Linked DNA regions of Mus musculus: regions 1, 2 and 3 are each linked to region 4. Evidence: chromatin contacts called from public HiChIP or PLAC-seq data. All regions are on one chromosome and are shown on one strand. The core of a region is the stretch at or near the end of the contact, and the rest is flanking DNA. Distances in the headings are between cores, read along the strand shown. Region 1 overlaps Hsf2bp (heat shock transcription factor 2 binding protein). Region 2 overlaps Hsf2bp (heat shock transcription factor 2 binding protein). Region 3 overlaps Umodl1 (uromodulin-like 1). Region 4 holds the start of Ndufv3 (NADH:ubiquinone oxidoreductase core subunit V3).

Region 1 (2,700 bases), core at 101-2,600, 460 kb after region 4:
TCAGCACCAAATCACAGTCAGCAAATGGAGACCCAGGAGAAACAACACACCGCTCCGGGTCAGAAGCCGTCAGACTCGCAGCCTAGCACAAGCATTTCTAGTGAGGCAGGAAAGGGCCATAATGCAGCGCAAGCAGCCAGTCTTTGTGACCTGCTCAGGCCTCCATCTGACTGGGCAGAGCTCACTGCACCAGTCCGTCTACTAACCGCAAAGTTAATGTCATCTCCAAACATCCTCCCAAGTGTGTGAGAATGTCTAACAACTGTGTGGACATAGTGGCACAGTCAAGGTGACATACAGAGTAACAGCACCGGGCTCAGCCAGGGAGAGTCAGCTTGGCTATTCATTTTTCAAGGAGACTTTTCCTCATTCCACTCACAGGTCACAGAAATACATTTTCCTGATGATCAGAGGTAGGGGACATCTCCACTAAGTACTTTCAGGAGTTCTTTATTAGGTTAGTACTGACATTCAAACTTAGGCTGTATCCCCTGTCCTCTAAGCGTTGGGCGGCAGATTCTGAAGGTCAGGCGTGATAAAGAAGTTCCGTTAAACTGACACAGCTCTAACCCCAGCACACAGTAAACTGAGGCAGATCACGAGCTGAAAGCAAAACCAGACTGCAAAACAAGCAGCTCTCAGCTAGTCTCTGTCCTGTTTGAGCTTTATTCTTTAAGTACAATTTTAGTTCAAAGAAGCATTTTTAACAAAATTTTTCTCTCTCAGCTCTTGGTTCAAGGAAGAAAGCTGGCCAGTGCTCTGTTCCCTCCTACTCCTGGCTCCCAACTCAAGTCCTGAAAGCTGGCCACAGGACCTGCAGGGATGAGATGACGGTGGCTCAGAACAGGGAGGACAGGGCGGCTGCTATGCTAGGTATGTTTGAAAGCTCAGTCAGCAGTCCTCCAAACAGACTAGATCTTGGTGTGACCGATAAAAAGAAATCAAGAGTTGCTGGGGGAGGGGGCCTAAACAGGCTGATAAGTTGGGAAGGAAAGTTTTGATTCACTGAGACTAGGCAGACTGTGGTTAGGGCTGGTGTGGAAAAGACTGGGAGTCTGGTGTAAACATTGGATGGGAACGTCTATTCAGTGTGCCTGTGGATTCATCAAACAGAGCTGGCTCTGAGTCTAGAGCTCTGGAGGAAGTCTGAGCTGAAGACACAGGTAGTAAAGCTTGCATTCTTCAGATCACTCGAGAAGCCAAGTAGTTGTAAGATGGGTGTGAATGCCACGCGCACATCCGTAGTCTATCCAGGGAATGCAGCACCACGGCCACAGTGGGATTCTAACACTAGTCTGCATTAGCGGTTGCATAACATGTGGTCACCACCCCAATACACATTGTCCTCATCAGCTATTTGCTAGAGTTCTGTGCCAGTTCTGCGGCTGAAGAGGAATGTGAAGAATCTGGACCCAGCCTGGGAAAAAGGCAGCCATGTAGATGAACAAATGAAAGAAAATGAAGTCTAGCAAAGTTTAGAAGGAATGAGATGAGCTTACCAGAGATAGGCACAGCAACCACTGGTTCTGGTCTCGGAAGCACAGGGTTTGAAAACTCAGAAGCAACTGCTTAGGTCAAGCAAAGAAAAAGGGAAACAAGCTTCCCTTGAAGTACAAGATCCTTAGATCAGAAATAAAGACTAGAGCTGACACCTACTGTATTAGGTCTAAGAGCCTGAGGTGGACTCCCACTGTACAGATCCGAGAAGTGAATTCAACACATTAGATCGTTTTACCAGTAAGAAAGCTTCGATTGCCACCTCCATGTAGTAAGCCTAAGGCTGTGCTCTTTAAAGACATCAAGCTCCATGACAGGGGTTATGTGATAAAGCAGAAACTGATTTCTGAGAGGCAGCAAGCTCCTGGCTTCAGAGCTTTCTAACAGTACTAGAGATTTCTGAGCAAAACTGAATACATCTCACAAAGCAGATCCCCTACTGACAGAAGAGCACAGGCAGCCAGTCTTCAAATTCTTTCCTGGCCTGAGGTCAGAAGGTCGGGTCCTGAGCACAAGCATCAGTTTCCCAGGCAGCCAACACGCTCCTGTTCCCCCACTTCATGATAAAACATATTCTCAGCTTTCTAAACTTCAGGGCAGGGCTAGGGAAGCGGCTCAGGAGCAGACTTGCAGAGCATGCCTGGAACCCTAGGTGCAGCAGCAGCAGCAGGACCACTACCACCACCAAACCTTAAAACACATTAAATTCTAAAACACTAAAATCAGAGCGACATAAAACAGCGCGTACATAACTCAGTGGTTAAGCGTCTAGCGTCGAGTCTAGCATGTTCTGTTTGACTGTAGAAGGAATAACTTTAAAGTTATCGAGTGAGATAAGCTGGCAACAGACCTCAAGGTTTGGGCTGTGCTTGTTAAGTTCAAAGAACCAAGAACTGTCTTTAAGGACAAGAAATCCTGAAAAGTCAAACAGCCCAGAGCAAAGTGCTACTTTAAGATACCTTAGAGAGCTGGTGTATGGTGTTGAATGCCTTTAATCCCAGTACTCAGAAGGCAGAGGCAGGCAGATTTCTGTGAGTTTAAGGCAAGCCTAGTCTACAAAGTGAGTTCCAGGACAGCCAAGGCTATTACAAAAAGAAACTTTGTCTTGCACGCATGCGTGCGCACACAACACACACATACATGGAAAAGATACCTTAGAAATCATTCCATTGAGTCTGTGACACAGAATCAAGGCAAACTCTG
Region 2 (2,700 bases), core at 5-2,504, 480 kb after region 4:
AGCCAGCCCCAATTAAATGTTGCTTTTTTTTATAAGACTTGCGTTGGTCATGGTGTCTGTTCACAGCAGTAAAACCCTAACTAAGACACTAAGACAGAAGTCATGGAAAAGGGTAGCTGATAGCTGAGTTTAACGTGCCCCACACCTGTAGGGAAGAGACCCCTGACAGGTGACATGGAATAGGACTCCTGGAAAGACCTGTTCCCAAGTGACCACTTGGTTCTCAGCTGAATGTTCTACCCCAGGTACGGACTGGGTTGCAATCCTGGCAAAGGGAACATCCTCTCCCTGAATGGCACCTAAGTGGCAGATACTGTGTTTCAATGAGATGGGTTTCAGAACAAACTGCATGTTGGTCAGATGAAAGTAGGAGGGAGGACAGGCTCTGCAGGGCCATTTCTAGTCACAAATGGTGAACTGCAGAAACACATCTCAGAGTTTCAGATCCACCTAGTCCTTCTCCATGAAGTTACTGTTTTCTTATCCTCCTCAGTGTTAGCACCTGGGTGGAAATCAGTGGAAGTACTGACCTGGTGGAGCCTCAGGGCCTTCACAGCCAAATTCCTGGAATCTACATGTCATGAAGAGACAGCCCACCTCTGTGATTGGATCATGTCTTTCTCGTTCTCTGGAAGACATATCTTTCAGCCATATGTGGATTGCTTTAAGACCCTTCTCGTGGAAGCTCTTATTGGCTAAAGACAACAAGTCTGGAATAGTCAGAGTGAGGGCTGCTATTTTTATTATCTGTTTGCTTTGAGACAGAATCTTGTATAGCCTATGCTGCCTTGAACTCTATATAACTGAGGGTGACCTTGAACTTCTGTTCTGATTCCCCACCTCTATATCCAGAGTGTGAAGTGCAGGCATGCGCCTCTATGCCTGATTTGTATGGTGACAGGGTAGGCCTCCTATGTGCTAAAAGCAGGTCTTCTACCAACTAGGCCAAAGCCTTAGTGTGTCCAATGAGTGTGTTGCTTCTCCCTCATGCTTTTCAACTGAGTATCACCTTTAAAAGGCTAAAAAATTTCACATGTCTAATATGAAGCAAGAGTTTTGGGTTGCCTGATTCCATCAAGGGTCAAATGGAAATACTAGTGTCACATGACAGCAGGGGAAGAAAAACTCAGGAAGTAACAAACACACTCTTGGGAAGTTCCTGAAACTCAGGAGAGCCTCTCCCCAAGGTTACATCAGCACTGGCAACTGCTGGAGGATCAGCCCGCTGCCTCCAGGTTGTCCAGGGAAGTGAAGACACACAGCTCCTGTGAGTCATCACCCATGCTGGCGTCAGAACTCAGGTATGCAGCTGCCTTTGACTCATCCATGTTTCAGTAAGCAACCCAAAACATTTAGGTTCACTAAGCTAATCAGCGCCCTGTCTGGGGGAGCAGACATTTGTTCACATCTCTCCAAAAAAAGTAACATAACAAAGCCCCTCACATTACATTTTGGCAAAGACTCTAGTTGTATTGTTCCAGTCCTGAGAGCTTGAGAGAGGCTGGATTCAAAATCAATGGAATTATTTGATGGAAGGAACCTGAAGGCATAGCACTCAGGCTGTAACAAGATTTCTGCCCACCATTATCTAGGACTATAGTTAAAGTGAGTGGCAAGTGGAATAGAAGGATGTGATCTGACTCAAACTCAAGGCAAAGAGACAGCTACCTGGGACAGTTGTAGACTTTTAAAATCTCAAAACCAACCCCTAGTGACACATTTCATCAGATGAGGCCACACCTCCTAATCCTTCCCAAACAGTTCCACTAACTAGGGTCACACATTCAAGCACAAGGGGCCATTCTCATTCAAACCACCATAACAACTGAACCATAAAGAAAGTTTTACAGTTAAAAACCAGCTGGGAGAAAGCTGGACCCATCTCTAGCCCTGAGGCACAACTCTGAAAGTGAGTATCCTTTGATGGTAAAGTGATAAGAGCAAAAGCCCCAGGAGAGAAGTGAATCACAGACATGCCAAAAATCTCAGCACAGCATAGCAAAGGCCCTATTTAAGTGGACTCAGACTACTGTCAACAGCAAAGGGACTTCAGTGGAGGAGATAGAAGCTGACTGTGTACAATCCTGGAAGGCTGCTGGGAAGGGAAGTCAATCTGATGGTTCTGCAGCAGGTCCACCATCACTACCACCAACATGTGCTTACTAAGACCCACAAGAATAGAGGCCAAAGAAGGGAAGCAAAGAAGCAGCCCTCACACAATGCTTGCTGGGAAGCTGAAGGAGAGATTAATTGGTCCATGAACACTTATAGAGACCACAGAAGAAAAGAAGGCAATGAATCAACACCCAGAGCCCACACAGACACCAGCACATCACTGTGGAAACAGCTTAGCAGGAAACAGAGAAGGATACAGACAGGTGATTCACAGAGAAGACTTAATGGGATGAGCATGCAAAAAACATGCCACCTCACTGGTATTCCAAGTCAGAGGAGGGACGCAGCTGGGTGAATGGCTGGCCAACTGACTGATGACACATATACTCTCCATAGGAATAAATAACAAAATGCTGACAGGGTGTAGGAGACAGTACAATAGCAGCATCTTACATCTGCATGGGTGCCACTTCTCAAAAATCCCACTTCTGGGGAAACTCCTACAGAAACTAACACACAGCTCCACAAGTAAATATTTACCAAATGTTCATTGTAGCAGTGTATATGTAGAGAAATTAAAAATAT
Region 3 (2,700 bases), core at 176-2,675, 510 kb before region 4:
TATGTAACACCTCTTGCATGTTTCCCAGCACATCCATGGACATTTTTCATGTAATTCCATGGAGAGAAGGTGTGATTTTTTCCCCCCACTCTATCACAAGGAATCAGGGAAGAGGTGGGGGAGGTGCGTACCATGCTAACAGGTCCTCTACTTTGTTGATTTGAAAGATGGCCATTGGTTACATAGTTATCACCTGAGACAATAGTGTTCTCCCTAGGGAATATAAAAGCATAACAGGGTTGTAGCATTTAATTAATGTGCTTGCTTATGTTGAATGTGACTGTCACTTATACAGATCATCTGGGGGAAACGAGTCTTTCGATTTTTTGCATATTCTTGCGGGTAAGAATGACAACCGGGAGTCTGTGTGGCTAGCCACCTTTGAGCAATAAATTTTTCCTGGCACTGAAGTGGTTTGCCATGTTGCTTCCTCCCGTGTGGTTCAGTTCATGTAGCAGGCCATCCCTGGGCACTGATTCTTTGCCAGACACTCCAGGGAGATGCTGAGGTGGGGCTCCCCACCCCCCAACCCCACCTCTGTGTCATCTATCTCTTCTGACATCAGCCTGGCATCTTCCACTGACTATTATTGAGAAAAATAAAATCTCAGAAAACCCAGGTACTGAGCCCAAGACCAGGCAGCTCTCTCACACTTCGCCTCAGTCACACAGTCTCAATGACAGGCTGTGCCAGCTGTGAGGACAAACTTCAGGGTTCTGGAGACTCCAGTCCATAGATAGTCATGTCTCCTGTTGGTGGAGGAGGATGGCAGACATTTCCTCACAGAGCGCTCACCATGGCCTCTGGGGGGTGACTCTCACTTTATAGCTCAGGATCTGAACTTATCAGTTAGGCAAGTTTTATAAAGTATGTCAAGGAACCAGAATTAGAACCAAACCCATCCACTGTCAAATGGAACAACTGATCCATTGTAAAGTCTACCTCTACCTCCTGAGGAACAGGGTGGGGACGGGGGACCTCGTGGGTTTCAGAATATACCTGGGAAGTCCAGATGTTCCACAGAGTGGTCATCCTTTTCCTGCTGTGGTTCTGCCTGGGCCCCTGGAAGGCCTTACCTTGGCCCTGATCTTCCTGACACAGAATCTGTCTGGGTGTGAAATGAGACACAACAGAAATCGGATTGAGGTCCGGGTCTGATGGAGGAGGGTCTGTTTGTGCTAGAGGGTGTGGTGGAGGAAGGGCTGTTGGAGAAGGAAACCTGTTGGAGGTGGAGAGGCTGTTAAAAGAGGTCTGTGGGAGGTAGAAGGTCTAATGGGGGAAGATGTGATGGAGGAAAGGTCTGATAGAGGAGGGCCCCACAGAGATGAAGGTCTGATGAAAGTGTGCTCTGATGGGAGGTGGCTCTGACCCACTACCTGATCCAACCTGCAGCTCTCCAGTATTGCCACTAGATGGCGCGCTGAGCCAAGCCTGGATCCAGGGTAACATGAACCCTTGTGTTTTTGAAGCAAACAGGGCTCTGGCTTCTCTTCTTTGCTGGATTTGAGTCTCCTGCCCTTAAGCAAAGACGAATCTGAAGGTTTTCTGTAGGCACAGGGCCTTAGAGGTGACGCTAGGCTTTGAAAGTCAGTCGGCCCCCTGTAGTTCTCTTCATCACTCTGACTTACAGGAAGTGCAGGATGGCGTGTGTGGGGAAGGTGCAGCAGCAACATCCACTTCACAGCAACATCTGCTTTACTCAGACATTTTTGAGAAAACAGTCCCTTTCTTTCCCCCTCCCCTCTCCATTTAGGAGGAAAAGGTGGTTGGGGAAGATTGCTAGGGTTCTTTCATCTTTCTGTCAGGTGCACCAGGGGCGTCCAATCCAACCCTGGCCACAATGACTCTTCTTACTTAATCTGCAAAGTGAAATCGTGGCTGCTGCAAGCAGGAGCTTCCACCTCCAGGAGCCTTGGGCAGGCATGTGGGTATCAGGGCAGGAGCTGGGGCTGGAGCCTGAAATGGAAACTTAAGGGTTCTTTGAAAACTCTGTCGTGTTGGATGGTGTTTTTTTTTGTTGTTGTTGTTGCTGTTGTTTTTTGGGTTTTTTGTTGTTGTTTTTTGTTTTGCTGGGGCAAACACATGAAGGAATGTTTCGCTGAAGCAGACACAGAGGAAAGGATGTTCTGCTAAAGCAAGCACGTAAGAGGACACATGATGAAGGATTCTTTGCTAACGGCACACATGTATTGGTTCACCTTACATTGCAAAATTGAGCTGTATTTGTCGGGACTCCATAGAGAGAAATGCAGCAAAAAAAAAAAAAAAAAAAAAAAAAAAAAAAAAAAAAAAAAAAAAAAAAAAAACTTCTGGTGGTGTGCTGCGGTTTCTTGTTGCTTCCATGGACTCAGGCTGATTGGCAGAGTGATGTCAGCTAAGACAGACTCACGTACTGAGGCAAGACATAGGGAGGACCCGTGGAGACCCCGTGATGTTTGGAGGGAGCATCAAGAGATTCCAACAGACTATAATGGAGGCTGAGCTTGGCTGGCCTGTAGAGCTAGCTGGACAATGTCTGCTGGTCTCATGTCTTCTCTGATCTTCACTTCTCTGAGACGCTCAGCCAGAACTTTTCCTGGCATTCCTGTTGGCTCTGGTCCCTCCTGATGACTTGGGCAGAGACTGAGGTCTGGCTGTTTTGCTAGGTAGTGCTGTTGCCACTGCTAATTCGTGTTTGTTAACCCAACTCTACCAAACTGG
Region 4 (2,700 bases), core at 186-2,685:
TTGCATCTCCCAGTTCCTCCAGCGTCTAAACTGGTCGGCTGTGAGAAGTGGAGGTTTTGAGTCCTATGGTTTTACAGCTCCAACTCCAGTCCCACAAAGGACAGGTGGTACCCGTTCCCCTCAGTATTATTTACTCACCTCTAAAGCATGCAAGTGTCCCCTGGAGACAAGAGTAGGTGAAGAAGGACAATTATTTGTGTGGTAGATCGAGCTTCTTCTCAGCCCACAGTGTCCGTAGCAATCTCATGTCACAGAAACCTTTCCCATTCTCAGATCTAGAAGATGCTCTCACATGGGCTGTCTCCAGTCTTCAGAGGCCTGCAATGCACTCTGTCTCTGGAGCCTGAACACTCCTTGGAGCTCCCGTCATGCCATTGTCCCCCTGACAGCCTGGACACAGCATTAACAGCTCTAATATTTTTTTTTCTTCTCAGTAATTCATTTCATTGTTCTGAATCCTTTCACTGACATTGAATTTTCCTTGGTGGAAAATTGGAGGTATAGACATAACCATCTATGTGAAATACTTACTGTGCACTGGGCAAACGTGTGCGAGGGGCCACCAATCAATCAGTGGGAAGAGGAATTCCAATAACACATACTGTAACACAGCTGTGCCTTAGATATGGTTCTCCAAAAAGCTTTGTGTGTTAAAGGCTTGGTCCTCAACTGGTGAAGTTGGGTGTGCATGTGTGTGAGTATATATATATATATGTGTGTGTGTGTGTGTGTGTGTGTGTGTGTGTATAATAGGGACAAATGACAGGTACTTTTCTTTCTCCTCCCCCCCCCCCACACTTAATTGTTATATATAAGTATACTGTAGCTATTTTCAGACACCAGAAGAGGGCATCAGATCTCACTATAGAGGGTTATGAGCCACTATGTGGTTGCTGGGATTTGAGCTCATGACCTCTGGAAGAGCTGTCAGTGCTCTTAATCGCTGAGCCATCTCTCTAGCCCCAAGTTTATCTATTGATTACAAACAATCTTTACAGTTACTCTGTAAAAGAGCAGGCTGTCTTTGAACTAGCCCTACTGCTGGTATGGTAGGTGGGCACCTCCATGCCCAGCTTCTGGTTTGTTTGTTCAAGACCACGCCCCTACTGGGCAAGCGCACTACCACCGAGTTGTATCTCCAAGAAACAACAAACTCACAAAGATCTCACCAAACACAGAAGTCTCTCAAGTCGAACCAGAAACGCAAAGGACATGATTCTAGCTGTGCAATTTTGGTAGGTTACAGACCAGAGTTAAGGGCGAGATCAGGGCAAGGTGGGCAGGCCCAAATCGGAGGGGCGGGACTTTCAGCGGGATCTACCCAGGGGAGGACCCCACGCTTTCCCGAACCCGGAATTGGTGGACTCAGTTAGGGGCGTGGCCTTAAGGAGCCCTCCCAGAATGCGCGCGCAAACGCTTGGGTCCACCATGGTGTGCGATTGGTGAACGTGGACGCGGGGCGGAGCCTGGGGTGGTGCGTGTGCACAAGTAGGTCACGTACCTAAGTGCGACCTCCGCTCTTGGCATTTGTGCCATGGCGGTCTCTCTCCTCCTGCGGGGAGGACGGATCCGGGCGCTGAAGGTAAAGGGCTAACGGGCGGGACATACCGGGCCCTTAGCCTGACCCTTAACTGCACCCGTGGGCCCGGTGCGGAGAGGGGTCCTAGGGCCTGTGCTCACCTGACCCGGACAGAAGGGTTTTCTCTGCAGGAGTGAAACCGAGTCACTGAGGCTGTTTTTAAAACGAAACCTGGCTTTCTCTGCAAAACTAGTATTGGGTTTTGTTTGGGTTGGGTTCGGTGGATGGAACCTAGGGCCCTGCGCTTGCTTGTCAAGAGCTGTCATTGAACTGGCCCCAAAGCAGGAAATGCTCACAGCAATATAAAATACAGGTGACAGAGGGCTCCCGTCGTCAAATGGGCACTGTTTAATTATTCCTTCAGGTATATTGCTCCCAGCGATTTTTTTCCAGCGTGTATCGGTACACATAATTTGTACACACACGGAGAATCATCAGTATAAATAGAAGTTTTCCGGTTCTTTTGCTCCACCCCCCAACCCCCTCCCTAGCATGAAGCATCCTAGGATCTAACACATACCTTAGCGGTTGCCGGCTGAATTACAATAAGATTCTTCTCAAATTGTAACACTTCTGAAGCAATTATCTACATCCTATTTACTAGTAGATAGTGTTTCTGCAACTTTACTAACTGTAGGGAGATAATTTTGCAAAAAGAAACATAGTATTTTGTAAAGTAACAAAATAGCCAGTAGAGTAAACTGGCTGCCCTGTATTAAGACCCAGGAGTCTTGGGCTGAGAGCCAACTGGGCCTTGCATCCAGGATCCAGGCCTGAGTGTTACAGCCGGCATGATGGCTGCCATCCAGAGGCCAGCACTTCCCTCCCCCCTCCCCCATGCTAACACAGGCTCCCCCCCTCCCCCCAACACAGGTCTGTCTAACTGAGGCTTTGCAGGACACGTGACAGCAAGAGCTTTTCTCAGAAGCATCTGTCTCCCATCCTCCCAACCCCTGAGCCCCAGGTTTCTGCAGAACATAGAACCAGGCTCTTCTCCAAGATATCCTGAAGCTTTGTATAACGAAGCTGGCAAAGTCTTTATTTTTAATAAAAACTTTCCAAGTGCCTATTTTGGGAAATTTCTGCAAAGATTAGGGAAATAAAGTTGTTTTCATTTACCC

What was found. HiChIP or PLAC-seq counts read pairs in DNA pulled down with a chosen protein or histone mark.
Region 1: an H3K4me3 HiChIP or PLAC-seq map of bone marrow-derived macrophages shows a contact between it and region 4, with 4 times the contacts expected there. The contact joins the enhancer-like site here to the promoter of Ndufv3 in region 4. A contact is called at or near these places in 2 of 39 promoter capture datasets (the 3T3-L1 cell line and cranial neural crest) and 2 of 115 datasets of contacts at active chromatin or transcription factors (bone marrow-derived macrophages and pancreatic cancer cells).
Region 2: a contact with region 4 is called in a FOXA1 HiChIP or PLAC-seq map of pancreatic cancer cells. The contact joins the enhancer-like site here to the promoter of Ndufv3 in region 4. A contact is called at or near these places in 3 of 39 promoter capture datasets (cranial neural crest, embryonic stem cells and maxillary cranial neural crest), 1 of 484 Hi-C or Micro-C datasets (embryonic stem cells), 4 of 115 datasets of contacts at active chromatin or transcription factors (embryonic stem cells, forebrain, large pre-B cells and 1 more) and 2 of 9 other capture datasets (adipose tissue and liver).
Region 3: a contact with region 4 is called in an H3K27ac HiChIP or PLAC-seq map of T-cell acute lymphoblastic leukemia, with 4 times the contacts expected there. The contact joins the enhancer-like site here to the promoter of Ndufv3 in region 4. A contact is called at or near these places in 2 of 39 promoter capture datasets (cranial neural crest and hippocampal neurons), 1 of 15 datasets of contacts at CTCF or cohesin (embryonic stem cells), 1 of 484 Hi-C or Micro-C datasets (stem cell-derived neural progenitor cells), 11 of 115 datasets of contacts at active chromatin or transcription factors (T-cell acute lymphoblastic leukemia, bone marrow-derived macrophages, embryonic forebrain and 8 more) and 2 of 9 other capture datasets (adipose tissue and liver).

Annotation. Positions count from the first base shown.
Region 1 is chr17:31,981,696-31,984,395 of GRCm38.p6, forward strand. All of the region lies in intron 7 of Hsf2bp (heat shock transcription factor 2 binding protein), which reads right to left. Among named protein-coding and RNA genes, the nearest start is that of Hsf2bp, 51 kb to the right of the region's middle. Within about 2 kb of position 1,351, at least 94 of the 459 cell types and tissues checked have an H3K27ac peak or open chromatin away from gene starts, as enhancers often do. A contact at or near this core is called in pancreatic cancer cells, where this site is marked.
Region 2 is chr17:32,002,192-32,004,891 of GRCm38.p6, forward strand. The region is part of intron 6 of Hsf2bp (heat shock transcription factor 2 binding protein); the gene reads right to left. Among named protein-coding and RNA genes, the nearest start is that of Hsf2bp, 31 kb to the right of the region's middle. Within about 2 kb of position 1,255, at least 21 of the 459 cell types and tissues checked have an H3K27ac peak or open chromatin away from gene starts, as enhancers often do. A contact at or near this core is called in pancreatic cancer cells, where this site is marked.
Region 3 is chr17:31,010,301-31,013,000 of GRCm38.p6, forward strand. It overlaps Umodl1 (uromodulin-like 1), which reads left to right. Exons shown (of 22, transcript NM_177465.4): 22 at 1-410. Among named protein-coding and RNA genes, the nearest start is that of Abcg1, 46 kb to the right of the region's middle. Within about 2 kb of position 1,426, at least 34 of the 459 cell types and tissues checked have an H3K27ac peak or open chromatin away from gene starts, as enhancers often do. A contact at or near this core is called in T-cell acute lymphoblastic leukemia and bone marrow-derived macrophages, where this site is marked.
Region 4 is chr17:31,518,680-31,521,379 of GRCm38.p6, forward strand. Ndufv3 (NADH:ubiquinone oxidoreductase core subunit V3) reads left to right here and starts at 1,436. Exons shown (of 4, transcript NM_030087.2): 1 at 1,436-1,582. The coding sequence starts at 1,535. It also overlaps a transcript of Wdr4 not described here.